Linked DNA regions of Mus musculus: region 1 is linked to region 2. A link is a contact called in public HiChIP or PLAC-seq data. All regions are on one chromosome and are shown on one strand. The core of a region is the stretch at or near the end of the contact, and the rest is flanking DNA. Distances in the headings are between cores, read along the strand shown.

Region 1 (4,678 bases), core at 228-2,727, 170 kb before region 2:
TATATATCTTGGGTTGATTCCCTTATTTAATTCAGCTCTTTGTTGGGGGTTGGTCAGATACTGCTATGCATTCAAATGCTAAATTCTGTACCCCAAGATCTGGTTGCTCCAAGATGAGCAAATTTCCATGTACATCAGCCTTTGTTGTGCAAATCTTACTCCCCAATTTAAAAACATTGGTTAAATAAAATGGCTACAATTAATTATAGGGGAGAATAGAGAGATGGAGCTTTGAGTTATGCATTCATTATGTGTGTGGGGGTCAGAGGCAGGGACAGTTGGAGAAAGAAAAAAGGAGAGAGAAGGAGCACAGAGGAAGAGAAGAATGAGAGAACAGGATGTCTCCATTAGTCATGATGAACCAGCAGCATGGTCCAGAGTAAAACGCCTCCCAAGAACACCAGTGTTGGGGCCGGCCAGCAGCTCGAACATGTCCGGGTTCGAGCCGGGAAGGCATCTTGGAATCTGGAAGAAAAGAGGGAGCCTAGGCGAGTTGAGAAATAATGGAACCAAGACATGCTAGCCTGCTCAAGGTTCAAATTTTTAATGGCGGACACGCTTTATAAAAGAGGGGGGAAAGTCCATTCCTGCCAATTCATCCTTGGAGCCTGGAACCAGCTGCAGGCGATGACGTGCAAGATAGGACATAGTCTCCAGAATAGCTCCGGGGGCGGGGTGGGGGTGGGGTGCGCCTCTCAGCAGGTAGCAGTATCTTGAAGAGGAACCTTGGAGGTGGCAGAACAATAGAGTGATCTAGGTAGGAAGGCTCCACCCTAGATAATCTCCTTAGTAGCAGCAGGGTCAAATTCTGGCTAGCCTGCTTCAGGCTTATGGGAGGCTACACACCAGACCACTGGAGCAGAAATAACTGGGAAGATTCAGAACTCAAGTATTTGGGGAGCACAATTTAGGAAGTCATCAGTCTAGTGTTAGAAAATTACTAGGGGTAATCCCCACTAATTGGGCAGAGCCTAATGAATAAGTCATAGTTTGGGTCTCATTCACTTGAAGCTAGATGGGGATAAGCCTAGTTCTTTTCCTTTGCTGGGATGACCTTTGCATCATTTGCTCATAGTTACCATAATTCTTTGTAAGATCCCCCAGGTCATTTTCAATCAGATTTATTACTATGAAATTAGTAACTTCTGTGGGTGACATACTGTCATGTTTTTGTTTACTTTTGTTTCTGTGGTAGGACTTGTGCATCTGGAATAATGTGTTAGTTGGGTGTTTCTTTTGCTCAAGTCATCTTTCTTCTTTCCGGATTGAAAAGTACAATGTTCAGGATTTTGAGGGTTTGAGGCCTTGTTTTCTTATGTGGAACTTGTGCTGAAGATTCCAGGTTCTCTTCCTAGTCTTTTGAGAGTCCTCTATTCTCTGCCTGACCAGCATTCAAAGGGCAGCACATTCTTCTGCTGCCTTCTGATGTGATTCACTAAGTCTAGCTGCTCTGTGTAGAGTGAGCTCTATTCAACACAAAGGGTGGGGACAGCACACATAGGGAAAATAGGGAAGTTCAGTGTGTAGTCAGGAGGATTGTGGGAGAGATGTGGCTCCTTGGGTGGTCAGGCTTCTTATGAAATGATTGCAGGGTGGGCTGTATCACTTGTATGAGGTGCATGGCTCTGAGTAGTCTTCAGGTTGTAGGAGCCAGTACTGAATGCTTCATGGAGCTAGCTGTATGAGGTACACAGATCAACAGAGTTCTCTGCTGGCGGCAAGAGCCTATCTGGGTGGGCAGGTGGGTAGTGCCACCTGTGTGGTATGGCTCCATGAGGTCTTCAGGGGGTGGACCTGAAATGGTAATGCTAAGAGGGAAGGCCAAAGGGTTTTGTTTTTAGGGTGCCAACATAATCTTGTCAATTTCTAAGAAGTTCTGAGATTCTAGCCAGATTCTGCCTTAGTTAAAGACAAGAGTCAGTTGAAATTAGGAAAGAAAACGAGGAAAGAGGGAAAAGGAGGAGTAAAGAAGGCCAGTTCTGTGAGGTGCTTAATGACTCTTTGCTCTGAACACATTGTGATTTTGAGTGATAATTTCTCAATACTGCAGGGTAGATGATATTCATAGAAAACAATGTCACTTGGAAAGCCATTTCTATCAGCCTTTCACACAGTGTCTAACAAAATATATAGTGACTTGTAAGATGAAATCTACAACTGCTGTGACTAGACTAGGAAATATATATTGAGAATGATGGCCAATGATCTACATTGTAGTAATGGTGATCAGATGCCCATGAGGTTCAGACAAAGACATTTCTAATGGAATGACAGCAGTTGCTTTCCAGCTTTAGAAAGCATGGGTAGCTAGCCTAGTGTTTGTAAGGCTAGTAAGAGGGAAGACGGGGACCTGAGTCAAAGTGTGAGATTCAAAAATGTCCCCTTGATCAGTTCCCCTCTGTCACCTTCAGAGCCACAGCTATCACTTTGTAGATAGGTGCATCTCCCAAATTTGAAATTCTGAGAACTTTTGATATTCTAACATTTTTACTCTGATTCATAAAATAGTTTCAACCATTTAAGAATAATGGATATGAATCTGGTAAATTTGGGATTAAAATTCTAGCTCTGCCATTGCATGGCTGTGTCACATAAAGCCATTCCTATACTTTTAACTTTCTTCAGCGCAAAACAGAACTAGCAGTACTTTTTGCAAGCTCACCTGTAACAAAAGGTCTCAGACCCTCAACAATCATTTTACTATTCAGAATTCCAAGAAAAAAGGTACTAAGCGGGTAGTGTGCTTTTCCTCTGGGGCTTCACACATGAAAGGGTTTGGGAAGCCTTGTAGGAATGTAAAGTCTAGTTTTGTGTTTTCACTAAGGTGTTCAAGCTGCTCCAAATTTTGTTGTGGAGAATGCGGGCCCCCTCCTGGAAAATGCCTCTTATCATACACGGGCTGCCACGGTCACCATGTCTCTCTCACCTCACACTTCTCTGGTTGGAGATCCTGTTATCCTCAATGCCAGCCCCACAGCACATCCTTTTGTGCTGTCCTACAGATCCTCACATGTGTGGGATGTAAGTATGGAGGCAGATAATATTAGCATAACTCAAGAGATTTAAATGAGACTATCTTCTGTCTTACATTTTATTGCTTGTTTAGATGTGTGTGTGTGTGTGTGTGTGTGTGGTTTGTGTTATGCAGTTTAGGTTGGCCTTGAACTCCTGATGTCTTTTCTTGGCCTTCAAAGTGCAGAGATTATAGCATGTACTAACATGCCTGGCCCTCTTGCATGCTTTTAATTAATTTAACCTTTTATTCTGTGAGACTTTATGGTGTGTCAGACATTTTTAAATTCCTTAAGAATAACAAGGAGCAGCAGTTTTACAGGTACCTATTGAGGGTCTCATCAGATGCAAGGTAATGCCTTACTCTCAATGCACTTACTTACATATGGGGATGCCTGTTAATTAAGGAAATACACACAGAATAAAATTGCAAATATGATCTGAGCAAGGAATTACAAGTTCTCAGATAGGTAGGTGGGTGCCAGGAGCCATAATGAGACAAGCAAATAACTACCAGGTGATCATCCAGAAATGGCCTGCTTCAGATTATTATATAATCTGTGGCAGGTGTGCCCTTATTCAACAAGACTGTAAGGGATTCATTTTAGAAAAGATTCCTGCTATTAATATGCTTTTTCTGCTATTATTAAACATATATAACAATCCCTAAGAATAGCACACCCCTTTGGAGCAGATCTATGAAGAGGTACTGTCTAGTAGTAATGCTATATAGACAAATAAATGACTTCTTAAGTCTTAATGATGATCCATCCTATAAGAATTCCTAAAATTATATTTGTGATTATTAAGCTCTTTTATAGTGGGACTGCTATTAGTTCTTTTCTGACAGTCAAAACTGCAATGAGAACTCTGCCAGTCTCCCAAGTGTCACCAGTTAATTGCTCTTAGATAGTAACCAGACTTTTTCCTAATAAGAGCACATTCCAAGAGGTTGTAAAACAATTGACCAAAAGTCATAAAAAGGGAAATAACAATTTATTATAGGTGCTAGGACAGAAGATAAAATATTGACTAGCTTTATCTATACAAAGCTTCACTAATAACTTAGTTATGGTTTTAAACCTTTAGTGAACCTGTGGAGCTGAGACAGGTGATGGATGTTTAGCCAGATAATTACTCCTAATGGATATGCATGGAAACATTCTCTGTTGTAAACTTCTATTTTGATTTATGATTTAATTTTTTGTGTGAACTTGTGATGAACTTTGTAACATGTGATCATGTTTTCTGAAAGATGTGTAAGCACTGAGGACAAAGAGAGGAGAGGAAGATGGAGGAGCAGGTAGAAAAGAATTTTTCCTTTCCCTAATTTGTTTACTATTCCCCACTTAAGATCTTTCCGCTTCTGCTTTCCCCCTGAGATAGCTTTCATAGGTAACTTTTTACCACTCAGAAATAAACTCTGTAATCACTTCTCTAAGTGTCCCCTTTTCTTTTTTCCCCTCTGTACACTGCTATTATTATTTACATAATACAATATAGCATCAATGCTGAATAGCATGATTATGTGCAATACGTAAATATGAACTATCTGTACACATCTGCAAATCTAACTTAGAACTAAGGTACATAAAATTGAAGCAAAACTCAATGTTTTAATAAAAATAAACTAGGACTGAACACTGCAATAAATCAGAAGTAGTGC
Region 2 (4,115 bases), core at 192-2,691:
AATATTTGTTCAGATTGCTTAGATGAATCTAGAATTCCATTTTTTTTAGAAAATGTAGCCGATAGTAATGTTCATCTCCTAAGGTCTCTGAATGATTTAAATAAAACAGTCTACAATCAGGGATAACACTTCAGTGCCTGTGTGCACATATATGCACAAATACATGCAATCATTACATTTAATAAATAAGTCAAATATATTACAGATTATAGTAACTGCTTGGTGGAATTATTAAAAATTATTTTTCACTTAAATGTTTAAATTAAAAAATTTTAAATTACATTTATCAAATAATTTTCAAATAACATTTATTTATGTTGTTTGATTTCATAGGCAGAGTGGAAAGTAGTTAAATTTTTAAAAGTCTGAGTCTTAACTGCTCCACCAATGTCAACACCCAGCCATAAGCAGCTTGAACATTGCTGCAGGGGCTTGGAGAAGTCTTCTCTCTCCTCCATACAAAACCAGCCTCTCATTTCTATTCAATGAGAATTTAGAGGACAACAGAATAAGAATTCAATGTAAGAATCGTTAAATAACAAATTAGAAATGTTTGGCCTTATAATACAAGAAGCAATAAATATAAATACCTTCCAGGTAAATCATCTTATCAAGTCCCTGGAGTGTTGCGAGAACTGGGGATATGTTAAATTGCATTATAATTTCTAATAGGATTTTGAAGTCTGTTCAGTAATAGGCCTAGAAACAGGGCTAGAAATTAATCCTCGGCTCACAGCTCCGTACATTGCTGGGAATGTTGCCAAATGGAATCTTCATGACACAGACTTTCATGTGTATAAATTAGTGAGGTACCCAGGGACCTGAGACGCAGGCACTTTCTTATGTGTGAGGAAATGTCAAGTTAGAAAGTTTATTATTCAAAATGTTGCATTTCTCTTGCTAAACTTCCCAAGGCTCCAATCAAATTAATGATGCAGGATATATCTGTATTCCTTCAAAGAAGAAGGATGAAAACTCCAGCTGTGTTTAAATAGGAGAGGAACTAGGAGTAACACCCACTACATTTCCTAGGCAAGAGCCGGCCAAACTCATGTATCTGTTGGTGTTCTAGATATAATGCAAGGAAGGAAAAGCAAGGGTCATAGCTATAGCGAGATGGAGATTGAGTAACCAAAACAAGTTCCTACCGGAGACTTTCCACAATGCAAGTCTTGTCCAGGAACTGGCCCTAATAACACAGGGAAAGCAGAGACTTCAAAGGACAAATTATGATCTCTTTCCAGGCTGTCCAAAAGTGTCAAGTTAGCTTTAGTGTGAGAAGCACTGTGGCAATTGCAAGGTTGAAGAAAGTCAATCAAATTTAACCAGTCTTGTACTTCAGAATTGCTACCCCATGAACTCAACCCCAGCACAGAGTCAAACACTACACCATCAGAGCTGCCCTCTTTTGCATGACAGAAACCTGTAACCTCCCCCAGCCTAAAGCAGGCTGGTTCAGACCTACCACTGAGGCAGGTCACCTGCGGTGCAGCTCCTCTGACTAGGCTGGTTTCCTTTGATGTGACACTGCCTACCACCTGCCTAGAGGCTGAACCAGTCCGCCGAGATTTTCCTGAATTAACTACAACCTGTAAATTTGGCAACTTACTGCTAAAAGGCTGTGCTAACAACTTGGCATCACAGCATCAAGAAACTTGGCGTGGCAGGGGATGGGTTTCCACCCTTTATAAGAGCAGACTTCTAATAAACATGGGAGCCTTGAACAGTGGATCATCTTGGCTTCCATTCTCTCTTTCAGCTCCAGTCTGCCTCCCAGGTGTACCCCCATTTCTTGTGAGCTGCGGGCCAGCTCGCAACAGAAACCAAAGCCAAAAAAATGTAGAATCCAAATAGAATCCATGGCAGTCTACCTACCATTTCAGGCCTGGAAGTTCTTGTTGCTGCCCTGCTGAGGCTTCCTTGAAGTATCTCAAATCTACTCTGATCTTCCTGGGTTAACTCTTCCATTGCCCATGACTCTCAGTCACCATATTTGGTGACACTTATAGTGACCAGGGAGATTCCACTCTCCTCTTCCATGTAGAGGCTCGGAGTCAATAATACCTGGTTAGGGTGACAGCTCTTTCTCATTCTCTGGTTTCTGGTGCACGACATATTCATGCCTATGCTTAAAACTGAGAAGCCTGGCCCCTTATAACAACGTTCTCTCTGTACATTTGCATCCTCAGAAGAGTCCATTGAGAATCAGAGATACTTGACAGGTTCCTGGAATGATTACTCTCTGGTTGAATCTTAATGTCTCCCTAGGCTCTCAAAGATAAAGAACCTGGCCTCTTTAAAAATCTTTCAGTAGAAGGATCCAACTCCTCTGCAGTCTAAGCACCACTAACCCCTATCACACACAAGTCAGTGAATAATTACAAAGAACAAAGAGATCTGGCTGCCTAAGAGGGCCTATATTCCCTCTGTGAGGTAGCCAGTAGAAAACTGGACACTCTCAAAGTGCAAAATTCCTCCTCCATGTCTGATTGTACCTAGACAGTTGACAAACAGCTGTTTTACCCAAACCATTCCCCCTCATAAAGCACTCCAAGTCCTTACCATCATTACCTTAATATATCATTTCCTATACTCATTTCTCACTTTTAAATAAGGTCTCTCTTGGGTAATATGCTACTCCCAGAACAATCCATAGGGGAACACAATAAAATACAGATTTATGTGGAGAGTTTCATAATTACATATTCAAATATGTATTTGATAGTAACAAGTATTAATAAATATTCATAGATGGTATAAAAAAAGACACTAATGAAACTTGTTAATGAAAGAACTCAGTGGGGAAACCCCCACTCAGCTCCCGATTCGGCGTGCACCCAAGAATCACGAATAGAACACAACACCTTGATGTAACAACAAGAGGTTTTTTAATGGCGGAGCTCCGGGTCGAAACGTATCTCACACAACAGGAGACAGTGGATTCGACCACGAGGCTTGGAAGCTAGGGGTTTTTATAGAAAAGGAGTGGGGCTGGGGGAGGAATTGGCGCGGTTTCACATGATTGGTCCATTTAAACATCAGCAGCCTGTAACATTTAACTTAGGTCAGAGGGGTGGGAGCTAGGGAGGCAATGGGCCTGCCCGGGCATGTCCTGGTCTGTTCTGCTATGTTCTCAGCCCCAGGTTTCAAAGCTCACAAACAACTCTTTGGGCTATTTAACATACATTACATGAATTACAGTTTTATTTCCTTTCATTAATGATGTCAAACTGAGAGAGAGTACCTTGAACCCCATTGAACTTCCTACCCTGTTTACTCCAGTTTGGCCAAAGATATGCATAAACAAATATAGAAACTAGACCCAGAGAATTCAAAAGGCTTTCCCCATCTTGGGGGCGCACTGTTACTAGCTAGACCTCCTCAGACAAAATATTCAAAATTTGACAAAAATTGTAAGCTTCTTCTGTAAAAGAAAATGAATGTAGTGAAGTGAATTCAATAGCCAAGAAGAATCAGAGAAGCAAAGGAGAGACAGGAGTGTGATATGAAAGAATTCTATAACATGGCTGCTGCCATGCCCATGCTGGGGTGCTCTTGGCTGTGATGATACTGCCAGGTGCTCCATGTATCTCTACCGTCCATCTTGGATTGTCAAGTGATGTCTCCTCCCATGGCACTTAATGACTCCACATTGAGCTGCTCCAGCGGTGGCCAGCCAGGAAAATTTTTAAAAGGCTGTGAAAACTCCAATACCTACCTCCAGAATAATTCAATATAGCAGGGCTGACGTTGTGCCCCTTCACCACTATAAAAGCTATGATAGAAGACACCTCCAACCAACTTCCTCAGATTGAGCTTGGCGCTCTGTCAGAGTGGATATGGAGAGAAGACCAGGATCAAGAGACCCAAAGGACAGGTTTCTATCAAGGTCCTTCCACAGTGAAAGACAGTCTGAGATGATCCTTAACAATAGCATAAAAATGAAGACTTCCATTTAAACAAGCTTTTAGAAGCATCCAACTATCTGGGCTTTCAAGTCCACCTGAAGCATGAGAGGTACTTCAGCAGCACTTCTGATTGAGTTTGAACAATCAAAATTAACCACAATTTTATACAACAGTGCTGTTGCTCTATAAAGCTAGTACCAGTCCACT

Evidence for each region. HiChIP or PLAC-seq counts read pairs in DNA pulled down with a chosen protein or histone mark.
Region 1: a contact with region 2 is called in an H3K27ac HiChIP or PLAC-seq map of embryonic stem cells, with 43 read pairs. The contact joins two enhancer-like sites. A contact is called at or near these places in 5 of 39 promoter capture datasets (HPC-7-derived erythroid cells, embryonic stem cells and stem cell-derived epiblast-like cells), 2 of 484 Hi-C or Micro-C datasets (both in embryonic stem cells) and 5 of 115 datasets of contacts at active chromatin or transcription factors (all in embryonic stem cells).

The regions. Positions count from the first base shown.
Region 1 is chr14:13,903,415-13,908,092 of GRCm38.p6, reverse strand. Gm281 (cadherin-related family member 3) reads left to right here. Exons shown (of 15, transcript XM_011244864.1): 2 at 2,825-3,021. Among named protein-coding and RNA genes, the nearest start is that of Gm281, 8.8 kb to the left of the region's middle. Within about 2 kb of position 1,477, at least 7 of the 459 cell types and tissues checked have an H3K27ac peak or open chromatin away from gene starts, as enhancers often do. A contact at or near this core is called in embryonic stem cells, where this site is marked.
Region 2 is chr14:13,729,812-13,733,926 of GRCm38.p6, reverse strand. No RefSeq gene overlaps it. Among named protein-coding and RNA genes, the nearest start is that of Sntn, 61 kb to the right of the region's middle. Within about 2 kb of position 1,441, at least 16 of the 459 cell types and tissues checked have an H3K27ac peak or open chromatin away from gene starts, as enhancers often do. A contact at or near this core is called in embryonic stem cells, where this site is marked.